Linked DNA regions of Zea mays: region 2 is linked to region 1. A link is a contact called in public Hi-C data. All regions are on one chromosome and are shown on one strand. Each heading gives the region's core, a stretch centred on a gene start, on an enhancer-like site or on the middle of the called end of the contact. The rest is flanking DNA. Distances are from core to core; before and after follow the strand shown.

Region 1 (6,920 bases), core at 4,070-6,569:
CATGGCGATGGTCCCGGTCCAGGGGTTGTAGAATGACGGCCACGCGTGGCCGCCACCCCGGCCGGAGGGACCACCACGAGAGGAGCCGCGGCTCCCACGGCCGCCCTTGCGGGAGCGACGACCCCCGTCGGTCGTGGAAGTCGGACGAGGGGCCGCCGGGACGGCAGGAGGAGGGCGGGTGGGAGCCCCAGTCGACGGAGGACGGGTGGCCTGGCCCCCTGAAGGCGGCTGACCACTGGTGGGAGCGCTGTAGAGGGCCGAGGCAGGAGTGGGTGCCTCATTCGCCATGGTGAGCTCCTCGAGGAGAAGCTCGTTACGCACGGCGTGGAAGGTGGGGAAGGGCACGCTCCGCTTGATGAGAGCCTTCAGGTGGCCGTAGCGGGGGCTGAGGCCACGCAGGAGGTTCAGCACCAGGGTACGATCGGCAACTGGCTCGCCGAGATCGCGGAGAGAGTCAGCCAGGCCCTTCATCTGGCGGCAGTACTCTCCCACGGAGAGGTCCCCCTGAGAGAACAGGTGAAACTGGGCGTCGAGGTGGAGTGCCCGCGCGTCCCGGTTCCCGAGGAACTGGTCCTCGAGAGCGAGCCACGCCTGACGAGCCGTGTCCGCCTGGTCGCGGATGATGTCCTGTAGCTCAACGGTGATGGTGCCGTGGAGCCACGAGAGGACGACACTGTCCATGAGGCACCAGGAGGGAGTCGGCGGAGCGTCGAGGTCGTCGAGGACGTGATCGGCGAGGGCATATCGCCGCAGTGTGAGGAGGACCTGTCCTCGCCAACGAGGGTAGTGGGAGGACGCCGGGTCCAACACCACGGACACGAGGGCTCGGATGTTGTGAAGTTCGGCGGCTTGAGCGTGGAGAGCACCGATGTGGTCGACGTCGAGGCCAGTGGCGGGGATGGCCTCAGGAATCGCCGGGGGGTCCTCACGAGCGACCGGCGGGCGGCCGAGGAGGAGGCGCTGCGCGGTGGCCATCTGGGTGGTCAGAGCGGCGCCCAGGGCACGTTCGTGCTCCAGGGCGAGGGACGTGGCGCGCTCACGCTCCCGCGAGGCAGCCACAGCGGCCTGGATCGTAGCGAGGGCGGCGACGAGTGAGGGGTTGTGCTCGGCGGGTGCCGGTATGGTGGGAAACCCCGGCGGAGAGCCACGGCGCAGGGCCATGGGAGTGGCATCACGGAGGGGCCCGAGGCCGTCGATGTACGGGGCACTGCCACCTGTGTGTTCGCTGTGGGGGGCGGTGAGGCCGGGCAGGGGAGGTCCGACGGCCGTGGGGGAGGCCAGGCCGGCGTGCAGGGTGGAGGCCGCGCTCAGGGGGGCGGTGGTGAAGGCCAGGCGGGCGGCTCTGGCGGCCAGGCTCGCTCCAGGCGTGGCGGCGGCCCGGCTCGCGCCAGGAGCAGCAGTGGCGGCCGGGTCCGTGCCGGGAACGGCAGCGGCGGTGGGGCCCGCGCCAGGGGCCGGCGCAGCGGCGGCGGCCGTGTAGGAGAGGCGGCCGGCGTCCATGGGGGCAGCAGCGCCGGGGGCGGCGCGGATCCGGCGATGGGGAAAGGGGGAGGAGGTAGGAGAGGGGGGGAGGGGCCGGCGGCTGGAGGGCGGGTGGCCGGCGGCGGTAGGAGGGGCTGGCCGGCGGCGGCTGCAGGGAGGGGAAACCCCCTGGCGGCGGCTGCAGGGTGGAAAACCCCCTGGCGGCTGGCAGGAAACAGAGACCTAAACCTAGACTGAAGATACCATGTTAGAATAGGAACCCATTCCCTAAACAGGGGTTGGGAGTGATATTAATAGAGAGAGTATCTGGGCCAGGCCCATTACACAGGGGTAAAATGGTCATTACAGTGGGAATAGCACTAACCCTAGACGGGTAGTCTAACAGATATGATAGGATAGCTGCTGCCTGCTGGAGGCAGTCTCATTGTTGTCGCGCCTATGGTCCCACTATGCACCGACACCTCTACAGGTCTTCGTTGGATATGTCCAAACCATCTCAACCGATGTTAGACAAGCTTTAATTGGTGTTACTCCTAGCCTATCATATATATATGATATATCAGTCTGGACTCTACCCTTCTTGTATGGCCATAAATCCAATCCAATGCAACATACACATTTTCTCAACACTTATGGACTGAACATATCGTCTTTTTTGTAGGCCAACATTCTGCACCATACAACATAGCAAGTCATCTTTGTCTTACAAAATTTGCCTTTTAGCTTATGTTGTACCCTCTTGTCATATAGAATGTTAGACGCTTGACGCCACTTCATCCACCCTTCTTTGATTACAGGGCTAACATCTTCATCAATACCTCTGTCACTGGGTAGCACTGATCCTAAATACCTAAAGGTGTCCTTCCTAGACATTACTCGACCTTCCAAACTAACAACTCCTTCCTCATGTGTAGTGCCAAAATTACATCTCATATATTTTGTTTTAGTTCTACTGAGTCTAAAACCTTTGAATTCTAGAGTATCCCGCCACAACTTCATTAGCTATAAGGTTGCGAACCCTATACATCCTATATATGTTATTCTCTCCTTTGTACTCAAGCGTTGGTAAAGATGTTGAAAATAATTGAAAGAAGTATTCCTTTTCTAAGGCCTCTTAAAAGAATCTGAAGGGTTGAACAAATTGCAATAGTAAATTTGATAACAAAATCCATTAGGTGTTTGGACTAGGGGTCGTTCTTTAGTTAAGGTGTTTGTTGTTTCTTGTCTTTTAAGTTAACCCCCCTTCTTATTCTCTAGTGAGATAAGGGGTTTGTGTTGTATGGGACCACTCTTTCTCTCTTTAATACAAAGATACACAGACCTCCTGCATGTTCAAGGAAATAAGAAAAGAAAATCAATCCACTATTATGTTCTTAGTGTATTTCACTAATCTAGTAATGTATTAATGGTTCGCTTCTCTTTTAGCCTCTGTATGCAATTCTTCTTTGGTCAAATTTTCATTCTCCTAGCTCTACTCTGTCTTTTCAGATGCAAATCTTATGAACGTGCTAAAAAGAAGCTGACAATAGAAGAAGCGCCGAATATTCTGACTATTGCACTGAAAAGATATCAGGTACTATCTAGATTATCATTGTCATCAAACATTTACATTTCAAAAGTTCTATATAAACACTGTCCTAGCAATAGAGATGGCAACTACATGTAGAAGAGTGGAATGTTTGTAGCTTCATGTATCATTAAACATTGTCCTTTTATGTGCAGTCTGGCAAGTTTGGAAAGATCAGCAAAGCCATCAGATTTCCAGAAACCCTCAACATAGTTTGCTATATGAATCCAGATACTGATGACATATCGCCAGTTTACAGCCTCTATGCAGTGGTTGTCCATCATGATGTCATGAATGCTGCCTTCTCTGGTCATTATGTATGTTATGTTAAAGATACACATGGAAAGTGGTTCAAGGCAGATGACAGTCAGGTATGCTTACTCTTTTTTGGACATCTCATGGTTCTGTTCTCATGATTAGGGCATGTTTGGAACGTGATTTTGAGCTCCAAATTTCTAGGATTTGCTACAAAAATGAATTAATTCAAGTTCCTTCAAAGTAGGACCTTATGATTTTGTGTCCACAAATGAATCTATAATTCTTGGGAATATGAAACTATTATTATAATATGCATCTTACTAGAATAGTGATCAGATTCTGCATATTATTGGAATAGTGAGGAATGCTTTTTTGTGTTTGTTAGTAAGGGTTAGTTTGGTAACTCCATTTTTTCAAGAGATTTCTGTTTTCCCTTTCCCAAGGGAAAATGAACTAATTTCCCTTGGAAAAATGGAAATCCCCTAAAATATTATACGTCAAAACTTGAGTCCCCCTAACTGATAATCCTCTGGCTTGAAAGCCAACTACGATGGGTTATCATCCTAGTTGGGGTGTGTGGGCTGTATGCTTGGCTGTATGCTTATACGCCTTGTTAGTGCAATGATAACTGTGCATGTTCAAGGGAAAACTGTGGGGGTTATCATCAGAGAATCAGTTGTAAATATGCTTTTAATAACTGTCGTTTGCAGGTGAAACCTGTATCTCTGGACAATGTTATGTCAAAGTGTGCTTATATGCTGCTGTATGCAAGGTGATTACTGGGATTCTTTTGTTCTAACAGTTTCACTCACTTGTCCGGTTATGCCTGAGGACTTGTCAGTATATTCTAAACCCTGTTCTAATTAAATCAGGTGTTCACCGAGGGCACCGAGCTCTGTTAGGCAGGCTATTTCGGACCCAGCACGCCCGAAGAAGGCCAAACAGAAGGTGGTTCCAGGAGGAACAACATGGCGAGGAGGTTCTTTCAACAGGCACCAAGATGGTCAGCGGCATAGCAACCACACGGCAGATGACCTTACCCATGCATTTGACGAATATAGGAATGCACCATATTCGCCTTCAGATTCTCCGAGTCCTAGTGAGAGTTCATCCCTCTTTAGCAACTCTGATGCAGGGTCGCACAGCACTGTAAGCACCGATAGCAGCGAGAGCACGAGGAACTCGACCAGCACCGAGGAGTATGAGTATGTGTTCGGAGCTGCTGATCAGATGTACCCAGGAGGCCCCATGGGAGGAGCACCTGTGGAGAGTGATCAAATGTACCCAGGAGGCCCCATGGGAGGAGCACCTGTGGAGAGTGACTATTCTACGTATTCCCGATCCAGGTCCAGCTTGAATACCAGCTCATCAGGCCGGGATGCATACAGTGCGGCTAGCTCTGCCGACCACAAGCATCAGGTCGTCGGTTCCGGTGGGCAGGTTGAGGGCGATGAGAGCACGTCCTTGTTGTATACTGACAGAAGTAATCAGCAGTTGAGCAGTAAGTTAACAGACCAATATAGGCAGTTAGATGGGAGCGGACATGACCCTGGAGAAACCAGGGGCGGTGTCTTATTGAGAAGACCATCTAGGGACAGGACCGCTCAAACATTTTATTGATGTGCAGGGTTTGGGCTGTAGAGAAATAATGTAATGTAGCCTGTAATATTATCTCGCTGCATTGTGTAAAAAGAGAAGAGAGATGTCGTAGTCCATAAAAGTTGAATCCCCAACTTGGTGATATAATCCCGAGGAACCTGTAACAAATGTCACGTATTCCACGGGATCGACGTAGGACTGTAGGAGTAGATCATAAGATTAATGCAAAAGTTCATTGAACACAGACTCTGAAATCTGTGGGCCTGGCAACGCTCAAACAGATGGCGTGTCACTACTCACTAGTAGGCTCGATTTTTTGCAAGTACAAGTTTGACATATATAGGGATGGCTTCTCCTTGAACGACACGGCCGGCGACGAGGCTTCGGATTCGTAAGTCGTAACCCTGCAGCAGCATTGATTGTATGGGCCAAGCGATGGCCAGGACCCTTATCGGATATATAAGGTGATCTGGTTGGCATAATGCATGCATCACGTGCTTGTTGATAGCTATCGAGATTCTGGAAACCCAGGACCGCAAACCCCCCAAATTCTAGCTGGTTGGCAGTTGGCACACCGTCGGAGTTAGCCGATGATAGAAAAGGTGATCGGAGCACGAATCACGAGGTAAGAAATGGATAGAAAAAGGTTATCGGAGCACGGTTACTCAGAAGAGTCACCGAACTAATGTTCGTTGCTGAAGCGATGGGTGATAGATTATAGTGAACTCAACATCTTTTCTGAGGCAACGGATCATGTGCAAACCAGATATTTGGTGCAAACCGTGCATCCGTGCAAGCAGTTATGAAAATTTCCTAAAATAACCCTCCCATCATGTGTCAGCTATCAAAACAACCATTCCACCTCCTCTATTATACTTTTAAATACCTTCTCCCACTTCTAACTACATGTTGGTTTGCACCATTACATGGTTTGCACCTGATTTGTTTCCTAGATGTATCATCTGCATTTGATACGTTACTTTTCTAAGACTCTAGAATGCCAATCCATCTACTACCTCGATTATGATAGGGGTAATCAGGATGAACCTTCTTTCCTGGATTTGATGGCGGTGTTCGTTAGTGTTGCAACATTCGTTGCCGACGCCCCACACTCCTTGTGCTCCTACTCATTGTTAGTTGCATCAACGAGGGGTACCTAGATTCTTGCTCCAGCAGGGGATTCAAGAACCATGGAAGCCATTTGTGATAGTGGTTCCAGTTATTAGTAGGGTAAGGTGATCGAGACCTTGTGGCGGGTACAGTTTTGGCCAAACGGTTGTGATGGCGTCCATGCCGACCATAGGCTCATTTATATAGCACCCATCGTGATCAGAGGCCACAACCATGGGTGCTATTGTGCCCTCGACAGAGCATGTGGTGAACGCAGGGATAAGGGACTCTTCCTTGATTTCGCTTCACTTCTGTTACTAAGGATGAGAGGACATATCAACAATGAGTCCATGCAAGGAAAGATATAGCACATTAATATTATCTCCAACTATATTATGTCTCTTTTATATTCCTTCTACACATACTTCTCTAAAAATTCTCTCCTCTATCTTATTTTTCTCTAATTTATATCTTGTCATCTATACGTTAAATACCTATATTAAAGATATATTTTACAGGTGATTTTTGAACATACATATTTATCATGTCTTGTACATATTTTAGTTTTGCTTAATCCGCTATTTAAAGTATTAAATTAGATAGAGAAGAGAACCTCTACGTATACAACAGATGAAAAGATGTTTTAGATGATACTGTTCGAACTATAGAGAAGAAAATCCTCTATTAGAATACACAATCTTTACCGATCTATTTTGGAGACAGCCTAAGGCCATATTCTAAACATCTAAAACTAATAATTAACAACTAAAAATACTTGAGAGATTTAGAACAGGTCAACTAGTAGATCAATATATTAATTGTTAGTTATACCGCTTAAATAGCTACTGGTTGTTAGTTGCTCCAACAACCCATTTAAACCAGTTAACAACTTATTAGCTGATTA
Region 2 (6,774 bases), core at 4,017-6,516, 660 kb after region 1:
TGTATTGAATGTGATGTCTGAAAAACTTGGATGCTTGGAGTGGTGGTGGTTGGGGGGGGGGGTATTTATAGCCCCAACCACCAATTCAACCATTGGGGAGGCTGTCTGTCGATGGGCGCACCGGACAGTCCGGTGCGCCACCAAACACTATCCAGTGCGCCAGCCACGTCACCCAACCATTAGGGTTCTGACGGTTTCGACCGTTGGAGCTCTGACTTCTTGGGGCACCGGACAATCCGGTGTCGCACCGGACAATCCGGTGTCGCACCGGACAGGTCCTGTTCACTATCCGGTGCGCCTTCTGGCGCTGCTCTGACTCTGCGCGAACTGTCTGCGCACTGTTCATGTTGCAAGCGACCGTTGGAGTCGACCGTTGCGCTCGCTAGCCGTCGCTCCGCTGGCACACCGGACAGTCCGGTGCCACACCAGACAGTCCGGTGAATTATAGCGGAGCGGCTCTCCAGAAACCCGAAGGTGGCAAGTTTGAAGGAGTACGGCCCTGTGCACCAGACACTGTCCGGTGCGCCAGACTAGGGTTCTCTTCGGTTTCTTTTGCTCCTTTCTTTTGAACCCTAACTTGGATCTTTTTATTGGTTTGTGTTGAACCTTTAGCACCTGTAGAATATATAATCTAGAGCAAACTAGTTAGTCCAATTATTTGTGTTGGGCATTTCAACCACCAAAATCATTTAGGAAAAGGTTTGACCCTATTTCCTTTTCAATATTCCTAAAAGAGAGCACTTCCTCCAAGAGGAAAGTACCAAATGACATATCATGGCCATCATCATTAAACCATCAACACAAATGAATCCAAAGTATCTCTAATCAAAGAGGATCCCAAGGCTGCTCTTAACCGTGAGCACGAGTGATATACCAATTTTTGACACACTACAGAGGTTGCACACATTACCCATGAGTCGTGATCCCTTCCCAGCCTGGGTGGAACATACCCGATCTTCACTACCGAGGTGAATGGCCAGGGACTCACTATGTAGCCTTTACAAAGATTCCCCTGGTGTGTAGTTGCTCGTTAGGTTTCGCCAGTCGTACAAACACAATACTCCTCCCTAAGGTGGGTGACTAACAAAACCAAATCGAATGAACCTCAGCACACACCCTTAGCAGAGCAAACATTATGCCCCGACCCCCATTGACGGACCTACGACAAAGCCAACTACACCCCCAAGTTCATCTAATTAATCAGCTAAGGGCGTCCCATTTCACTCTCATGGTTGTACTGTTATCCCGGGTGATCACTCAACGAACAGGTACTTATGGAGAGGCACTCGGGAAACCACCCGAGCCCCCTAAAATGCCACAAGATCATAATCATAACCATAATGAATCATAGTATCATAAAGTAATTCTCATCATGTTCGTCGATTAGGATAAAGCACTAGCAAGTAGCTAATTATAATAACCCGACCCAAAAAGGTAATCAAGGACAAGATAAATAGAAAGCTAGTCAATCCTTAGGTTAATCATAGTATGTGGGACAGTGAATTATAAAGTATATAGGACATAATAGGTCAGAGGACACTTGCCTGCACCAAACTGTTGCTGCTTAGGGACTTCTTCTGCAACATCTTCGGTCTCCGCGGACGGAACATTATCTAAGCGAGTGCGAACATACATTCAACATTCTTGGAATAGAAAGAAACAGTACACCATACATAGGAAAACATGTGCAATACAAAATAACACTCGCTTCTACGATCGCACAAAGGAAAGAAACGCTGAAGTCGAAATAACGATTGAGAAGTTATTGTGTCTACGTTATACAAATATGAAATAGAACATTTATTTCGACATACTCTCATTTCTCAACATTTATTAATTGTCATTAAAGCTATTGCCTAGTTTTGATTAGTTTGCTACGCTAACAACTTTCAGCTAGATAAATAATTCATGTAGCATTAGCGATTATAAGCGAGACGAAATAACAACGCATGACGAAAACCGCCACGCGCGAAGCAGCACGACAACACGTGCCCAGTACGCGCGCAACATGCGTACGACGCACGGGCCGACACAACACGAGAGAACTAATTAATAGGTAACATGATTAAACTAAAAAATATTTAATAAGAATAGTTCATATACAATTAATCCCGTGCGCAATTTGAAATTATAAACTAGATTTAAATTGAAGCGTCGTTCTATTAACCTCCAGTCAAACAAATGTTTAAATAAATTAGATAAAATATGTAACAACAGAGAACTTTACCTCTAACATGTAGACAATTTTAATACGAATCTAACAAAACTTGAATGGAGTGAATCGGAATTAAAATGCAAAAGTTATCGTTGTTTTAATTTAAACTAAATTCCTGCGTACGGATTAAAATAGAACATGGGCTAAATTACAAAACTTCCATCTTCTACCTCCTCTCTTCTCCTTCCTCTCAACCATGGGAGGGGAGGAGGGAAGGGGGCTGCGCTGGGGCCAAGCCGGTCGGCCGGTCCGGCCACCGCCGCGTGGGGGGGGGACGAGGGAGGGGGAGGTATCGCCGCCGGGGGAGAGAAGATGAGGGAGAGGGAGGCCCTGCACAGACGAAAAACGAAGAACATGAAGAAACCATAGATACAACAATGGTGAAGGCTCACCGGAGAAGACGACCCTCGCCGTAGCCGAGCACAAAATCTTCGATTGGGGATGAACAATCGATCGGATCGACGAATCGAAGGCACCGGGACGAAGCTCTCGACGAGATGAACACAGTGGTACCCTCGGATTCCGCCGCCGACGCATAGATTGAAAGTAATTGCTCGCTGGAGTTGTCGTCGGAGTTAGAACCACCTCCGAACTTCGGCGAGCGATTTCGGGATTTCGGATCGAATCTGAGGGTGGGGTTTCGAATTTTGAAAAGGGCTCAACGAGAGGATTCTGGATATATATATTGCTAGAGCTTGAAGATCTTTTATTTTTCGTAATTATCCTATTTCTAAAATTAAAATTCATTTTCAGAAAAGGCAGAAATCATTTTTAAAAAATCATAGGAAAATTCCTAGATATGATTTGGCACCCAATAAACTCAAAAACATATTTAGAACTTTTGAAATGTTTCTAAGTACCTCAAATAAATAGATTTTGAATTTCGAAAAATAGAAAAATATTCAGAAAAATATGAAAATCTACGAGCGACTACTACAAGACATATTGACATGATTCAAACACTTTTTACACTTGGAAACACTATCCAGCAGTATGAATGCAACAATCATGACACTCCTAGAGCTCCTACTAATATAGAACCAAAATAACTCTCTACTGATTTGATAAAGGGAAAAGAAAAGTGAATAAAGAAAAGGGTAACACCTGAACTTTGAGTATAGAGCAAAGAAATTTTTATACCCCAAAATTCAGGGTGTTACATGGACAAATTGAGGTAGTAAATAGAACTTTATCTACAATGCTTAGGGCTATTTTAGACAAGAATTTGAGACATTGGGAGGATTGCTTGCCTCATATTGAATTTGCTTATAATCACGCCACACATTCTTCTACAAAGATGTGCCCTTTTCAGATTGTTTATGGTTACATTTCTAGGGCACCTATTGATTTGATTTCACTTAATGCCGCGAGAGCCCCACATGTAGATGTTGCTGCATATGTTGAACAAATGATTACCATACATGAACAAACTAAACAGAATATTGCTGCTACTAATGCAAAAAGTCAAGTTGCTTAGGAAGAAAACTCGTTACTTTTGAGCCAGATGATATGGTTTGGTTGCACTTGAGAAATGATTAGTTTCCTAATTTGCACCATTCTAAATTAATGCCTCGTGTTGCTGGTCCTTTTAAGGTGCTAACAAAGATTAATGATAATGCTTATATCCTTGACCTGTCTGTAGAATTTGGTGTTTACACTAGTTTTAATGTTCCAGATTTGAAACCATACATGGGCGAGGATGACGAGTTACCGTTGAGGATGACTTCACTTCAAGAAGGGGAGGATGATGAGGATATCAACTGCAACACGAGTACGATACACCAGCAGCACCACCACCTCAGGCGCCACATCCCTCCTCAGCTAGGCCAACTTCACCTTAGGCACCACTTCCTTCATTAGTTGGGCAAATCACTCGGACCCGTGCAAGAGATCTTAACTTCGTCATGCTACTGAATAATGAGGGACCAGAAGAATAGACGACCGGCCCAATTACGACCCAAGGTGGAGGACCTAGGATGGGCCGCCCCTAGGGTTGCGTTTTTCCACCTTGGCCGCCACCAGGGGCTGTGCCCCTCTCTCTATTTATCTAGTAGCTGCACCTCCTTTTGTTCCTTGAGTTTTGTTTTACATTAGCCTTAGCTATTCCCAAACACGCACATATTAGCGCTGTCTTCGTGTATTCAGAACTCCACCATCGAGTAATAGACTAGATTGCTCGTATCTTTTTCTTGTTCGTTCTTCGATTGCGTGCAGGAAATGATCTTTGTGATCAGGCTGATCTTGCACCAGCAAGGTCGGTAACCATAGGGAGTTGGTTCAGCGATTGCATTGGCGCCTCGAGCTTGCTCGTCGTAGTCGGACCGTGAGGGTCATCTTCGCCAGATCGAAATTATCTCCACTCACCGAAAGATCGGGCACTTCAGCCTTATCAGGGAGTGGCTGCGGCATGGGTCCCTTCGGTCAGCTAGTGATGAGGTCGGTGCAGTGATTTGGTTTGGGCCGAGGAGAAGATTCAGCCCAGGTCTAGGTATGCTTCTCTTCTTTATATTTTGTGCCTTCTTTCTTGAATTTAGATTCTATATTCAACTCCAAATTATTTTGAGTTTCAAACTATAAATATACAAACAATAATGCAACAATATTTTATTATTCTATTTATTTATTATTCTAGAGAAGCAATTGCTTCTAGCTATGTAATTCACACATAAATAGTTTATTTTAGAGAAATAATTTCTATTGTATAGCTATCAAGATATGATTTAACTCAAATTTCTTTAAAGAGTTATAGATCAACAAAGGGATAACTTAATTATCTTTTCATTTGATCTTTTATTAGAAAAAGTTATTCATTTTGTGAGAAAATCCTTATTAAAAAGATATGTTGGTTCAAATCCTTTTGGAGAAGCTTTTATAGGTGCTAGAATAGGATTTTGGGGTTAGAGTGTTGCTCTAGCTAATTAAAATAGTAGAATAGCCGTTTGTAGTCGCGGTCCTAGAATAGGCGGGTTTATGTTAAATTCGTTGATCACGGATCACGGTCCACATATTCTTGGGTGGGCCTCTCCTCTCGTTTGCCTGCGCCGCCGCGATCGCCAATCGGCATGGCTCTTCCCAAACCCCGCCCGCCAACGCCGACGGCGTCAGCGGCCACGGGCACCTCCTCGTCGCGAATAGACTCGCCATCGCTAAAGGCCGCGCTCGCAATGGCTCTCATCCACTACAACCGCCTCCCTGGCAAAGCCAACGCCACCGCGGGCACATCACCCCCGTCTCTCCTCCACTGGAAGCGCAAGGTCCCATTCCCCTAGCAGCAACAACCCTCGGATTCAAACCCTACCTCCGCCTCTGACATTAGATCTCCTTCTCCCGCCCAGGCCAAGGACCGGAAGCGCGAAATCCTCCGCCTCCGCGAGGAGCTCAAGGTCCTCCAAGGTATGTAAGGCCATGCCAATCTATCCGCGCTATTGTTCGTCTGGCCGAATTCCATTGCAGGCGTCGTGGAAATTGAGTTTGTTATCGGAGCAGATGGGGTGCGCGGGGAGGAGATGGAGCCCCCGGTTGCGTCGTGCCGGTGCCACTTCTTCGACGGGTGCCGGGACCTTCGACCGCAGCAGGGTGGCGGTGGTGGGGAGCACTGGGTTGACGAGGTGCTGAGGAGGAGGTTTCTCAGACTGGGTATGGCTTCGGTTTGCTTCGATGTGCTAGTATTTTGAAATTTTTGTGGGCTGCTAATGTAATTTATACTTCTGTGATGTGTGACAGTGCGGTGGAAGGAGAAGCGACGGCGAGTGGATCGATCTCTTCCAAGTTCTAGTTTGATCGGTTGGTTCTGTCTTGAATCCACCGTCATAATTTTGATGTCATTCAAACATCTAAAATTTGAAAAGTCTGTAAACAACAGCCTTTCACTTGCCTTGGACTGCATTTCTCTTGCAGTAGAAAATCTGTCAATGTACAGTAGAAAATTTTCCCTGTGACGCTCATTTCTGATTATCTGGGTTACTCTTGGAAGAGAAAATGTTATATTTCTTAGGTTATAGTTTCAATTGTTTCACTTCTCCAGATTTCAACAGTGAGGATGAGATGCAGCAGCTCAGCATGTCGACTGATTTCCTGGTGGAGCTATCAGACGGCATTTTTGCCAAAGTAAAATCATATAGTTTGTTTACAACTAAGATATTTTGTTTCATCTTTCTAAAGGTAAGATTCACTTGTGCAGAGTGAAGCTGGCCACTCATTTGCTACATTTTCTCACCAAGCAGTAGATTTCATTTTGGGTAAGTTATATGTGAGCTGTTATGTATTTGGGCTTTTTCCATTAATCTTTGACAAAAACAGAATTCAATGAAATGAAAAATATGAATATTCAAATGATACACTGTTGCGTATGCAATCTACATTTGTTGAAACGACCTTGGCTAATCATTCGGTAATCATGTTCCCTGTTCAGCTACACTGAAGAACATTCTTTCATCGGAAAGGGAAAAAGACTTAGTTGGGGAGATAATCGATAGTTTAGTGACTCGTTTGATGAAAAGGATGTGCACTGTTCCTGAAAAGCTTGTCACATCAGATTCAGGTGAGAACTTATATATTAT

What was found. Hi-C and Micro-C count contacts between places; a contact is called where the count stands out from the background.
Region 2: a Hi-C map of tassel shows a contact between it and region 1, with 5 times the contacts expected there. The contact joins the promoter of LOC100191163 here to the enhancer-like site in region 1. A contact is called at or near these places in 3 of 25 Hi-C or Micro-C datasets (bundle sheath, ear and tassel).

The regions. Positions count from the first base shown.
Region 1 is chr4:92,881,607-92,888,526 of Zm-B73-REFERENCE-NAM-5.0, forward strand. It overlaps LOC100277781, which reads left to right. Exons shown (of 11, transcript NM_001349958.1): 8 at 2,971-3,055; 9 at 3,205-3,420; 10 at 4,018-4,079; 11 at 4,180-5,143. The coding sequence ends at 4,927. Among protein-coding and RNA genes, the nearest start is that of LOC100277781, 38 kb to the left of the region's middle. Within about 2 kb of position 5,320, at least 14 of the 20 cell types and tissues checked have an H3K27ac peak or open chromatin away from gene starts, as enhancers often do. A contact at or near this core is called in ear and tassel, where this site is marked.
Region 2 is chr4:93,546,277-93,553,050 of Zm-B73-REFERENCE-NAM-5.0, forward strand. It overlaps LOC100191163, which reads left to right and starts at 5,267. Exons shown (of 10, transcript NM_001136598.1): 1 at 5,267-5,469; 2 at 5,551-5,608; 3 at 5,702-5,851; 4 at 5,939-5,998; 5 at 6,240-6,322; 6 at 6,396-6,453; 7 at 6,627-6,755. The coding sequence starts at 5,278.